2 separate regions of the Bicyclus anynana genome follow, and region 2 is linked to region 1. Evidence: chromatin contacts called from public Hi-C data. All regions are on one chromosome and are shown on one strand. Each heading gives the region's core, a stretch centred on a gene start, on an enhancer-like site or on the middle of the called end of the contact. The rest is flanking DNA. Distances are from core to core; before and after follow the strand shown. Region 1 has its middle 39 kb from the start of LOC112046383. Region 2 has its middle 130 kb from the start of LOC112046383.

What was found. A called contact is a pair of places that touch in the nucleus more often than the background predicts.
Region 2: a Hi-C map of whole larva shows a contact between it and region 1, with 2.1 times the contacts expected there. The contact joins two enhancer-like sites. A contact is called at or near these places in 2 of 2 Hi-C or Micro-C datasets (whole body and whole larva).

What each region holds. Positions count from the first base shown.
Region 1 is chr17:12,691,813-12,698,569 of ilBicAnyn1.1, reverse strand. No RefSeq gene overlaps it. Among protein-coding and RNA genes, the nearest start is that of LOC112046383, 39 kb to the left of the region's middle. Within about 2 kb of position 4,144, at least 7 of the 8 cell types and tissues checked have open chromatin away from gene starts, as enhancers often do.
Region 2 is chr17:12,861,085-12,867,841 of ilBicAnyn1.1, reverse strand. No RefSeq gene overlaps it. Among protein-coding and RNA genes, the nearest start is that of LOC112046383, 130 kb to the right of the region's middle. Within about 2 kb of position 4,076, at least 7 of the 8 cell types and tissues checked have open chromatin away from gene starts, as enhancers often do.

The DNA of each region.
Region 1 (6,757 bases), core at 2,895-5,394:
GCGTCCTGGGTTCGGTTCCTTGGTCGAGCAAACAGCTTTTTTTTTCTTTACAAGTTAGCCCTTGACTACAAGCTCACCTGATGGTAAGTGATGATGCAGTCTAAGATGGAAGCGGACTAACTTGTTAGGAGGAGAATGAAAATCCACACCCCTTTTCGGTTTTTACACGGCATCGTACCAGAACGCTAAATCGCTTGGCGGTACGTGTTTGTCGGTAGGGTGGTAACTAGCCACGGCCGAGGCCTCCCACCAGCCAAAAAATATCAACAGCCAAAGCTGATAGGTATTGACTGTGGGTTTTATTCCCATAGAAATTCTCAATATTATCTTTCTAATCGATATCTATTTTTTTTTTCAAATTTGTCCCCATTGATAATCGATATCCTTCCTCAAAAAATAGTAGGAATTAAAAAATTTGAACGTTTAATAATATTCTGTGGGAACAAACAAGCGTGTCTTGAAAAATTCTAAAGAATTCGAATTTTGAAATTGCGTTTCAGTAAGCGTTCCTACCGAATTTGAAATACTTGATTTAAATATTTTATTCAAATCGCGATCGATGGAATACATAGCTGACGGCAAAGGACTATTAACATTCAGTCACATTAGGTAGGTACCTACCGAGCTGTCACTAAAGTATGAAAATTACATTGAAAATAAGATCCCCTAAAGAGATTTAATAAAACTTTAGAGCGGCTTATACTACTTATTATACGAATACATTCCTTGTTTTCAAAATTCGCTGTACCTATCATTGAAGTTTGAAAATATAATGTAGAGAAGAATAGATATAGAAGTTACAATACCTAGCTACTTATAAGTAAGTAGGTACCTAATGTTAAATTTCGTTCTTTTTTGGATAAATAAAAATCTTTAAACCGAAATAAGTTATCTAAAAAAATTATAGGTAGGTACAAAATAATTACTATTTTATGTACTTAGGTATGGAATTAAATATTATTGTTAAAAATTTGTCTAACTCTAATTAAACAAAATATTAATATTGATACTACATTAATAATACTTTAGATCTTGAAACTGTAGAACAAAAAATTGACGCTTAAAGCTTCATTTCACATATTAATATCAACATCAAGCTCAAATAATTTATATTTTATCAAAAAGTTTACAGTTTCTTATATTTTTCCGCTCTGTTACCTAATAAAAACTTGAAAAATCTTAGCATGTATTTAAGTATATTAAATAGTGCTTCAAGGTACAATTTCAGGTAAATCACCAATAATGCGAAATTCGAAAGAAAAATATTCAAATTCTTGGCATAAGTAGCGAAGTTGCGCATTTGACGTTTGACAGCGCGTGAGAAAGTTCTGATGTTCGATATTCAAATGTCGACGAATAACTGAAATATCTCGCTCGACATTCTTTTGAGTCTACGTGTCTCGTCATTTTGTTTTTAAAATTAAATATTCGATTTTATTTTTAGATTGACTGTTTATTTCTAGTAGCATCTAATGGTTGGTGTTCACACTACAGTTGCGACTACAGTTGCATCTACTATATGTTGTCTATAGGTAATTCTATTAGACTATATTACCATAAGGCCATGTTTACACATCTTACCAGTTGTAAGACGTGCTTATATCAGTTCAAAATGAAAATTAGTTTGTCTCAAACAGGCTTAATTTACAAGCACTTTGGGAATGTCAAGTTAAACTACATAAGTAGGTATAGGTAGGAAAGGCAACCACCGGTAAGGAACGCAAGGTCTAATGTAAAGAGCCAGTAAGAAGTAGGTACCCAGTTGATATTCTTTTTTAATAGAGTTCTAATCAGTTTATGAAATACTAGCTGACGCCCCGCGGTTTTCTGCACGTAGTTCCCTTTCCCGTGAAAATGCGTGGATAAAATATAGTCAATGACACTCACAAATAACGTGGTTATAGTTGGTAAGAAAATTTCCAAAATAGGTTCCAGAGATTACCCCTTAAAACACCAAAAACTTTACCTAGGTATTTAGAATATTACTAGCTGACACTGCGCGATTTCACCCGCATGGTTCCAGTTCCCGTAGAAATACGAGGATAATATATAGCATATAGCCTTTCTCGATAAACGGGCTATCGAACACTGAAAGAATTTATCAAATCAGACCAGTATTTCCTGAGATTAACTAACAAACAAACTCTTCAGCTTTATAATAATAGCACAGATTACTGTAGATTGAGCATTTCTATGAGATTGAGGTAACTAATACAAGACTCCACTATAGGTGTCATCAACCCATATTCGGCTCACTGCTGAGCTCGAGTCTCCTCTCAGAATGAGAGGGGTTAGGCCAATAGTCCACCACGCTGGCCCAATGCGGATTGGCAGACTTCACACACGTAGAGAATTAAGATAATTCTCTAGTATGCAGGTTTCCTCACGATGTTTTCCTTCACCGATTGAGACACGTGATATTTATTTTTTTAAAATGCACACAACTGAAAAAATGGAGGTGCATTCCCCGGACCGGATTCGAACCCACACCCTCCGGATTCGGAGGCAGAGGTCATATCCACTGGGCTATCACGGCTCTATAGGTATATGTACCTAATTAGGTACAACTATGTTTTATTAAAAAAAATCCGCATTATCCCATCAAATCGATACAGCAGACGGTTAATCAGACGGGACACGCACAAATTCCCACACGGAAGCCGGACAGACAGACGGCTAGTTGGTGAAGTTGGGCAATTTGACCGCGATCAACATCAGAAGCTCGTGCCGAGATAGTCAAATTGATCTCAATTTGATAAATTTTCGCCCGCACGCTTTGTGGATGTTCACGCAATTTTTAATCCAATTTTTTTTTTTTCATTTTCAGAATTCGGCAGCCGTTGGCTACCTCCGTGGCGCAGTGGTATGCGCGGTGGATTTTGAAGACAGAGGTCCTGGGTTCGATCCCCAACTGAGCTCATTGAGTCCTTGAGAGTTTTCTTTTTTGGTCCAGGTGTGGCTGGTGGGAAATTACGGTTTTTTTTAAAGAATATTTACCATATCTTGTACCTAAATATGACCAATATTCCCATTCTCCTTCACAGTTACCACCCTACTGGCAAAAACGTAGCGACATGCGACTTAGCGTTCCGGTACGATGTCGTGTAGAAACCGAAAGGGGTGTGGATATTCATCCTACTATACTAAAAAAAAATAGCTGTGTCTTACAATATCCGCTCTAAAATAGATTTGGAGTAATTAATATATCTATGTTCTAGCCCATTGGTTCCCAAATTGGGAGACTTAATAGGGGTCTACGTTGTCTACTAAAGAATAGTTTGGGAACCTCTGTAGGTAGGTACTAAACTAATATTAGGTATAAAGCACAAGAGTAACTAGGTATGTTTGTTTATACGCACAAATCTCTGAAAATGCCAGTCAGGCAAATTTTTCTTAATCTAACTCTTACTTAGACGTAGTCAGAACAAGTCACATTTATGAGTGATACATATGAAGGTAGCTCTCACATTAGGCTATAGGTATTATCAGATTATTTAATGGCCCAGTATAGGGCCTACGTTGTCCTTATTCATTTAGGTATTTAAAGGCTAAGTACTTAACCTTAAAAACATGGGTGCAACTCCTTATTCAGATAATAGCCCTACCCAAAGCTTGAACTCTCATAAGCTAAAAATAAATTCAAATATTAGCGAGCATTTCTTTTACAAGATTGCCGTTATCTATCTGATGAAATGATGACGCAATCTAAGATGGAAGCGGGCTAACTTGATAGGATTAGGATGAAAATCCGCACCCCTTTCAGTTTCTATACACGATATTGGAACGCTAAATCGCTTGGCGATACGTCTTTACCGGTAGGGTGGTAGCTAGCCACGGCCGATGCCTCCAGCCAGATCTGGACCAAATTAAGAAAACCTCAATCGGCTTAGCCGGGAATCGAACTCAGGACCTCTGTCTTGTAAATCCACCGTCAAAGTATCTACCTAAACACTAATAGAAGAAAGAAGGAAGCATATGTAATCCATTTATACCTACGAAAGTAACTTACACAAAAGTTTTCAGCGCACGTCGGAAAACACCCACTTTCCGGACGTATTCAATGAATGTCATTCTAGTTCAATTCAAACATCGTGGGCGGCGGTCATTGGTCCGTTGGAATTGTCACCGCCGACTTTCCGCGCGCTCCCATTGGTCGGAAGTGTCACCGTGTCACAGTGCGTGACATTCCCGATTGGTGCGGCCACGCCTCCACGCGTGTTCTAATTTTAAATTTCAAATTCTTGTGTCATTCATTGGAAACTGCGGTAGCACGTTAATAACGCTTAATTTTGTGAAGCTGATTTATTTTGTATTTCAGAGAGTTACAGCTTAAGATATGTACCTAGATATATTTGTAACTGTATTACTATACCTAACTGTTTATATAGGCTATGTGATTTTAGATCTTGAGGTCCTGGGTTCCAATTTTATGTCGAACTATAGAATACTAAGCTTTTCTTTCAATAATTTTTCAGTACCTATAAATCTTCAACTCGGAGTTAGAAAGTAGGTGGTGATACACCCGTGCCTTAGAGAGCATGTTTAACTGTCGATAACATCTGACAGTGCTCCTCAACGAGTCAGACATTATCACCCTAAATCCGCTAACCCGCATTGTAGAGGCGTGCTGGGGTGAAGCTCCATATTCCCTCTTCTATCAAAAGGTCTGTAGATTAGGCTGATAATGTTGTGTTTCATTTACCTAGGTTCACAAAAAACTATAATAATTTTTAACCGCCAAACCAGTGACGTAATATTAATTAAAGCCGTCTCTGAAATAACGGGAACTAACTATCTGAAAATCGTAAAACTTTCTAATATAAACGGCTTCAGTTAATGCATCCCTGTGTTAGCACCGCCTTCAAAGTGATCAGAAGGTAGCACGTGTGATGTTATTTTTCGCTTATTAGTTTCTGATTTTGAAGTCGTTCTATTTTTTATGATTTTTTTTTATTTTTTCAATCTAGAAGTTGTTCATTGTCGTTAATGAACAACTTAAGACCATTAAAAAAGCGTCTAGCCTAGTTAAGCTTCTTAACATTAGTTTGGAAAAGGTTTATATCATACTAGCGGACGCCCGCAACTTCGTTCGCGTGGAATTTAGTTTTTCACAAATCCCTCGGGAACCATGGATTTTTCCGGGATAAAAAGTAGCCTATGTGTTAATCCAGGCTATAATATACCTTAATACCAATTTCAGCTAATTCGGTTCAGTAGTTGAGGCGTGAAAGAGTAACAAACATTCATATCATCAAAATCCGTTGTCGCAATTCTCGGGAAACCATGGATTTTTTCGAGATAAAAAGTATGTATTAATCCAGAGTAAAATCTATTTCCACTCCAAATTTTAGCTAAATCGCTTCAGTAGTAGCGGGGTTATAGAGTAACAAACATCCAAACATCCATACAAACTTTCGCGTTTATAATATTAGTAGGATACTCGTAAATATGGTGGACAGTTGATCTAAGCTGAGCTCGGTTTTTCAGCCGTGTCGCAGGGCGGCGGGGCGGGCGGGCGGCGCAGGCTTGCGCGGAACTATTGATCCGCTCCGGTGACAAATGCCGCTAATTCCTGATACTGCCACTTAGCTTCAGATAGAATACTGGTTTATACCATAAGGTATTATACCATAAGGTATAGGGTAGGTATACATAAGTATACCTACCCTATGAACCTTGGCTGAGTTTGTTGGGGGCTCTTCTCGGACCAAGGCACGTTTGGAACCCTCGTAACTTTAATTTTAAGTTTTCGTCTATTATTACCATTAGGTTAAATTAAATTTTGACATACCTATACTTGACCTTTCAAAAGTGCTTGAAAACTAAGCCTAATTGAAATAAAAGAATTTTGATGTTTTGATTTTTTTTTAATGTAAACATAACTTAACTTAGGTACCTATCTACCTAAAATGTTTACTTACGTAGTATACTACCTACATAGGCAGGTAGGTATAGTGGGAGGCATTATAAACTAACAAAAATGTAACCTTACTTAATTTGATTTTTTGTTCGTTTGTTTGTTACGTGCATACCAGAGAATTTTCTTAATTCTCTGCGTGTGTGACATCTGCCAATCCGTATTGGGCCAGCGTGGCGGACTATTGGCCTAACCCCTCTCATACTGAAAAGAGATTCGAGCTCAGCAGCGCTGCAGCAATGAGCCGAATATGGGTTGATAATGATATACCTAATGATGATGACTATTCAAATGGTAATGTTATTACCGAGAAACAAAGCCTTAGCGTGCTCTCTGAGATTTTAAATTTTAGTTAAAAGAATATTTGCCATATTTTATTTTAAATATGACCAATATTCCCATTCCCCTCCAACTAGTCGGGAAAGACCGTATTAGGAGTCGGTACGGCAAAAGTCCAACGGGCCGGGGATCGAACCACCAACCCTCGGTGATGAGTCCGACCGCTTTACGGTTGAGCTATTGAGGCTCTAAGTATAATGAAAATTTCTTGTAAGAACATAACTCAATATTAAATAGCTCGGTCCGGGACTGGAACCCAAGACTTCGTGATCCACTGGAACAACGAGACAGTTAACATCATTAGCAACCCATATTCGGCTCACTGTTGAACACGAGTATCCTCTCAGAATTAGAGGGGTTAGGCTAATAGTCCACCACGCTGGCCCCATGCGGATTGGCAGACTTCACACAAGTAAAGAATTAAAAAAAATCTCAGATTGGTATGCAGGTTTCCTCACGATGTTTTTCCTCCACCGTTTGAGACACGTGATATTTACCTAA
Region 2 (6,757 bases), core at 2,827-5,326, 170 kb before region 1:
GTTTGACGCCTTTTATGACGAACCGACCTGACGCGCCCGACGACATTATTTTTGTATTAACTAGGTTTTGTTTTTTTTCATACTTTACAAGTTAGCCCTTGACTACAATCCTGACGGTAAGTAATGATGCAGTCTAAGATGGAAGCGGGCTAACTTGTTAGGAGGATGAAAATCCACACTAGGCGGTAGGGTCTTTGTCAGTAGGGTGGTAAATAGCCACGGCCAAAGCCTCCCACCAGCCAGACCTGGACCAATTAAAAAACCTCAATCGGCCCAGCCGGGGATCGAACCCAGGACCTCCGTCTTGTAAATCCACCGCGCATACCACTGCGCCACGGAGGCCGTCAAAAGTGGAAGATTAGTCAATACTTTAAAGATGGGCAGTACCTAGTTGCAAAATACCACCATGTTTTCAAAAAGTCTTCCTAGGAAATCCCTAATAGGTATGTCTGCTAAGAAAACTACTATCTTCGTTTATATAAACCTATAGATACCTAAACATTGATAGAGTATGGGGCAAGGAACTCCCTGACGAAGTGTAGGTATAGGTATTTCTTGAATCTTAAAACTACACGGACATCTGGAAGAACAGCAAAGAGCTTTCCACCTTAGGTCAAATCTTATCTACAATTAGGTACTTATCTTATCATAATTAGTCTAAATTGCTGAAACAATTGCTGCATTTCTAAATTGTCATGGTTATTCATTTATGTACCTACCTACTTAATATGTATTCATCATCATCTTCATAATATCAACCGATGGACGTCCATTGCAGGACATAGGCCTTTTGTAGGGACTTCCAAACATCACGATACTGAGCCACCTGCATCCAGCGAATCCCTGCGACTCGCTTGATGTCGTCAGTCCACCTGGTGGGGGGTCGGCCAACACTGCGCTTACTAGTGCGGGGTCGCCATTCCAGCACTTTGGGACCCCAACGTCCATCGGCTCTTAGAACTATGTGCCCCGCCCATTGCCACTTCAGCTTCGCAACTCGTTGAGCTATGTCGGTGACTTTGGTTCTTCTGTGGATCTCCTCATTTCTGATTCGATCACGCAGAGATACTCCTAACATAGCTCGTTCCATCGCCCGCTGTGTGTCTCTGAGCCTTCTTATGAGGCCTGCTTCGCGTCCAAATAGTTAGCGACCACTTTTTTGGTCGCTAACTATTTGGACGCGACTTTGTATGGACCGAACAAATATGTATTGCCAAGTAATAATTGCTTAAAATCTTCCGAAAGCTTGCAAAAAACCAACTACAGTAGTATAACATGCCTTCTTAAAAGCTCATTTCATGCAATTTTATAAGTGCCAGCTTAGTGACAAGCAGTGTGAAGACATGCCTTATATTAACTTTTTTTTAATGACAGCTTTTAAATCGCAAAACCCAAAGCCATAACCGTTTGATTCACTTCTTAATCAACATCTTATTGTAGGGGAGTAAGATTGAATTTTGCTTGATAAAAATCATTGGGGATATTTAAAAAAAAAGTAGCAATGTCATCGTTTAGAAATTGAATCGGGGCTGTTTTTTCCTGCCCTTGAAATATGTGTATCACAGCAAAAAGGGACAAAAGGAGTTGGAATTATAAAAAAAAGTTTACAGTTAGGTATAGCCAGACATTTAGCTGGTTAGTGATCCAATAGTTAGGATGTGCGGCTATAGATTACGACGTCCGGGGTTCGAATCCTTGGTCGGGCTATGAAAGATTGAGCTTTTCTTTCTTCCAAAAAAATAGATCAAGGTGGTGGGTTTAAGTTCTAACTCCCCTCTGTTAACTTCTGTTAACTTAAGTTTCAAATACAAACATCTGTACACCACATACCACTATAATTAAACCGTCTTCCGCAAATAGAACATCTATAACGCTCACACACGATCAAGTTTATAATGTTTAGGAATATGAGTAGGTAATAATAACAAACTAGCGGACGCCCGCGACTTCGCGTGAAATTCTACATTTTTTGTAATCAAACTGGAGCCATGGATTTTTTCGGGAAATAAGAGGCTATTATATTCTGTTCCAAGGTCAAATTTATCCAAATCGGTTCAGCAGTTTATCTGTGAATGATAACTGAGAGACAAACTTACTATCGCATTTGTGATAGGTATAAAACTTTATGTATATGGTTGGATATCGAAACAATAACCATACTAACTGAAAATCAGTGCTGCATACTTTTTTTATTGAAAGTATGCGGCAAAATGCTTAGTTGGGGCCTTTTTCTAGGTTGTGCCACATATTACAGGGAATTCTTTAGTGCTCCACTGTTTGAGTGGACAGTTAATGTGATATGTGGCATTACTTAAAAATAAAGATCTTTTCTTTCTTTCTTTCTTTCTTTCTACTATATTTCCATATTTCTTCTGCCAACAACTAGCTCGCTTTAGACTTGATAGTAAATGTGAACGTGTGTAACTGGCATAACGTAGGCCACAGACGATCAAATGCACAGCTCTGCCTGCAGCGTGCGAGGTACCTACATAGAGGGTGAAAAACAGTGAAAAAAACGAGTGTGGCTTAGACCACACGACAGAATTAAAATTTCTCTAGCTCTCTCCGTTCAACATCCGTTCCCCTCGCTCGATTACATTTTTCGTAACGTACCTACCTACCAGCTTACTCCCCAAGTAAAGCGTGCGTAAAAAAGTATTACCTACTTCTAAACCACCGAAACCACACTATCAAATTTCGATATTGCACAATACTTGACCGTCTGTGATCGGCATAAGACTGTGGCGTCAAACGCCAAGTCATGTTTTGGCAATTTGGCACCAGATGGCGTCAGGAAACAATCTCGGATTGATCTGGCGTTGACAGAACTGAATGGGGCGAAAAGGGGACCATACCTTACCTGATTATAAATATAGGTAACAAAGGACAGGAAGAAAGGCACACACACACAGAAACACTCGCACTTACACGCACGCATGTAGGTACACACGCACTAATGCATGCACACAAAATTTAATTAGGGTATGCATGGGTATGTATGTATGGTATGGTATTGGTACGTAAAAATTGGAAAATTCCTTGTCCAACTAAGTAAGTATATGTATTCTGTGGTCAAACATCGTTTTGTATTGAGTCCTTAGGGTAGGCAATGCTTTTTTGCATCTATGAAGTGCACGCCACTGGTCAAGTTGGTGATCTACCTAAGTTGATAGAAAAGATCTAATAAGAAACGAAATTAATTCATGTTAAAACAAAATCTTATTAGAATTTGGTTAAGCATTTCATTAGGTAGGTAAGTAGGTATAGGTAGGTAGGTAGGTTCACGGGTAAGGTAACTAGGTAAGTGACAAAAGGCAGATTTAGGTAGGTGCCTGCCTATCTTTTACCTAAACTATTTAGGTACTTTCCATTTAAGGTTTAGTATGCCTAGACTATTAGATCTATCTATCTAAATACTTAGCTAACTATTCAAGTACCTAGGTATATTCCATGTAAGGTTTCGTATAGGTGCCTTGCCTATTTGATACTACATGGCTATATCTACCTATAGCAAATAGTCGATAGACGTCCTCTGCTGGACATAGGGCTCTTGCATGGACCTCCAAGCTGAACGGTCTTGAGCCGCCAGCATCCAGCGCCCTGCAACCTGCTTGACTTGCTCAGTCCACTGGGGGTCGACCAACACTGCGCTTCCCGGAGCGGGGTCGCCATTCCAACACCTTGGGACCCCAACGTCCATCGGCTCTTTGAACTATGTAGCCTACCCATTGCCACTTGCTACTGCAGCAGCTATGTCGGTGACTTTCTGATTCGATCACGCAGAGAAACTCCAAGTGTAATTCGCTCCAAATAATCCTCCTATAAATAGAGGGCTGGCCCTGCAATCGCATCCCTACAAGTAGAAAGAAACTTATCTCGATAACTATTAAAGTTACAGGACAAATAAAATAAAAGTACCATTATCAGCTAATCTGTGATATTAAAGAACCTACTTTAAAAACAAATCAAGCGAGAGTTGGGTCTATAAAAAACATTTTCACCAACCACGTAACAAGGCGTTGACCTCTTCACATTGTCAACCCGATGTCATTGGAGGCGGGTGACGTTTCCTATTGGACGAGAGTGTCGCGGGCGGTCTTGCGACATTGCTTATTGGTCGCTTTTGTCACATAGTGGGCGGGGCTAGGGCGTTCTGTTTTTGAATAGACACGTGGTCTGAATTGAAAGTATTCCTTTTCTTTAGTTGATTTGAATTTGGAATTGATTCTGTATTGTTTGTCTCTTTGATTTAGATTGGCTGAATGTTGGTCCGGCTATAGGCTCCTAAACCTTAGAGTCCTTGTAACCTATAACACGTTTCAATGGTCCAGACTCCAGACCTTCAACCGTTCAAATAAAAAGGGAATATTTTAATACATAGGTACTTACTTAAGGAATATTTTAATACTTAAGTATTTATTAAGCGTTAGATACCAATATTCGAGTATTCATGTCCCCATCAGAGTTGCCAGTCGATTAGCGTAAATTTTTCTATATCTAAGTGCAAACTTTTTAACAAATTAAAATTAATAAAGAAACCTATAGGTATCTTATTACCCTTAATTTTAGGAACTTACTCATAATGGAGCTAATTAAGTTTTTTTTTTTGGATTGCCCTGAACGTGAGTAGGTACTTACCTACTTACCCATGAATGCTAGTTAGTAGGTACTTGTTGGAGGTACTCAACAACATGCAAGGTGTCCGACACTTTACCTACCTTTATAAAAAATTCGCCAGTGGCCGTCTATCACACAGTCTCTTAACTTCAGAATTAATTTAAAATCGATTCGACGCGTCGCCTCGATACGTCGGTCAACTAATAAACATTTCGATTTTACGACAACCTACTGTATTATCGAATCGCATAAACTACCAATCGTATACAGCTAATTACTTTTCGCCTGATGAGATTGACTGTGGGGGAAACACGACTTTATGTTTACGAAATAAAGTTGAATTTAATTTAAAAGGATCTTGTGTCGTAGTTTGCCAACGCTGTTATAGTAGGCTGTATGTTACACCGTTTTATAGAAATTTCTTCTTATTTTGTTGTTTGACGACGCCTTGGTGTGTAAAACTAAAAAAAAACTTTTTTTAGCGAAATAAACCTTAGTTTATAGTCTGTCATCATAAGACAAAGAAAACGGAAACTTCCCAAAATAAATGGACACATTTTTCTCTGTGATTATGTAGGTACGATCCATATAAAGGCCGTAGCAGCATTAGGTACCAGGAAATTTGGACAAGCGTCACGTGTCGGCGGGAGTGAGTCATTAGCCCGATAGTAGGAAGTGTCCCGTGAGTTAGGTGGGGAGTAGTGGGAGGCCGAGGTGCTGGCTATATTTATATATAAGCGTCTAGTTCATTATTGTCGTGGCGTTCGATCCGTCCAAACCTTTTGTTGGATAATCCTTCATGGATTATTTTGGGATAAGCGGTGAGAATTACTTGAGTGGAAATGGCGAGTGGATGGAACTGATGGAAATTTATTTGGACGGTTGAATGGATGAATGGCGAGTGTTAGTTAGGCTAGTTTTGAAAGTGTTTAACCCACCGTCCATCGGTCACAAGTTCGGGTCTTCTCTCGAGGTTAGTTTGCCACTCGACGGTTTATTGGTAACATTCATAGTGGTAATTGTTAAACCTGATAGGTTATCATTCAATAAAATTGTTTTGTTCTTTAAATCCGCTTCTGATGTCAACCCTTTTCTGACAAGTGCAGAAGCATTGCTATAGACGAACCCAAAAGCTAGAAGAACAGAGTAAATAAAAAGTGTCACATTTCGTCTCCAATAACACTTGGACCTCGCCTTGACCAGTCCCACCCAGTGACCCAGTCAAGGGCAAACTTGTCACAGAATAAAAAAAAGAAATAACAAGGTTTGACGTAAGAAATCGGGGAATTGTTTTTCAAGTAGGTATCTAGGTAACTGTCAATAATTAGCTGTTAATTAATAGCTGTTGCTTACCAGCTAAAAAAGTTGGGCCATTTGCTTATACCGTCAAATACAAAAAAGCAATCGTTCATAGTACATCGTTTCTACGATTATGTTACAATTCGGTGTAAACAGAGGTCGGCTACACGAGCTGCTATAAAATTGATCGTTAAGTTGGATTAGTTGTTCTCTACGACCAAAGACATCACCTACAGACCACAACACATGCAGGCAATGTCATGCAAATTATAAACAATTAGTGACTGTGTTAGTAATAATATATTAGTAACCTAAACCTAATGAGGTAAGGTTTAGACTGCAGTAAGTACGTATCCACTATCATTTTATACAAATAGTGTAAGAAATATTTAAAAACTTTTCTAAACGAAAGGTTTATATGATGCACATACCTATCTGATAGGCACAGATTTTATAGGTACTAAGTATTAGATACGTTACAAGCCCACAGAATTACCGCATAATGTGATCCGAATTTAGATACTTCACTGAGCGCACACATGCACTATTTTGTGTTTACTTAGGTACCTACTAATGTAAATAATATACCTACCTAAGAAGTGTAAAAACTGTAAAGTTTTTAGCGACATATCTATAGTAGGTACCTAAGTAGGTACTTGGTATAAAATTTTTGCCTATAGATATTTAGGTAACTGAGAACAAAGCTAGAAAAAGTTAAGTAGGTAGATACCCACTGTTAATAATTATAAATGGATGGTTTAGGAGGATATGCAATAGTTCAAAAAGAACCGTAGCTGGGTAGGTATGTAGGTACAGAATAACATACGAAGGTATTCATTTT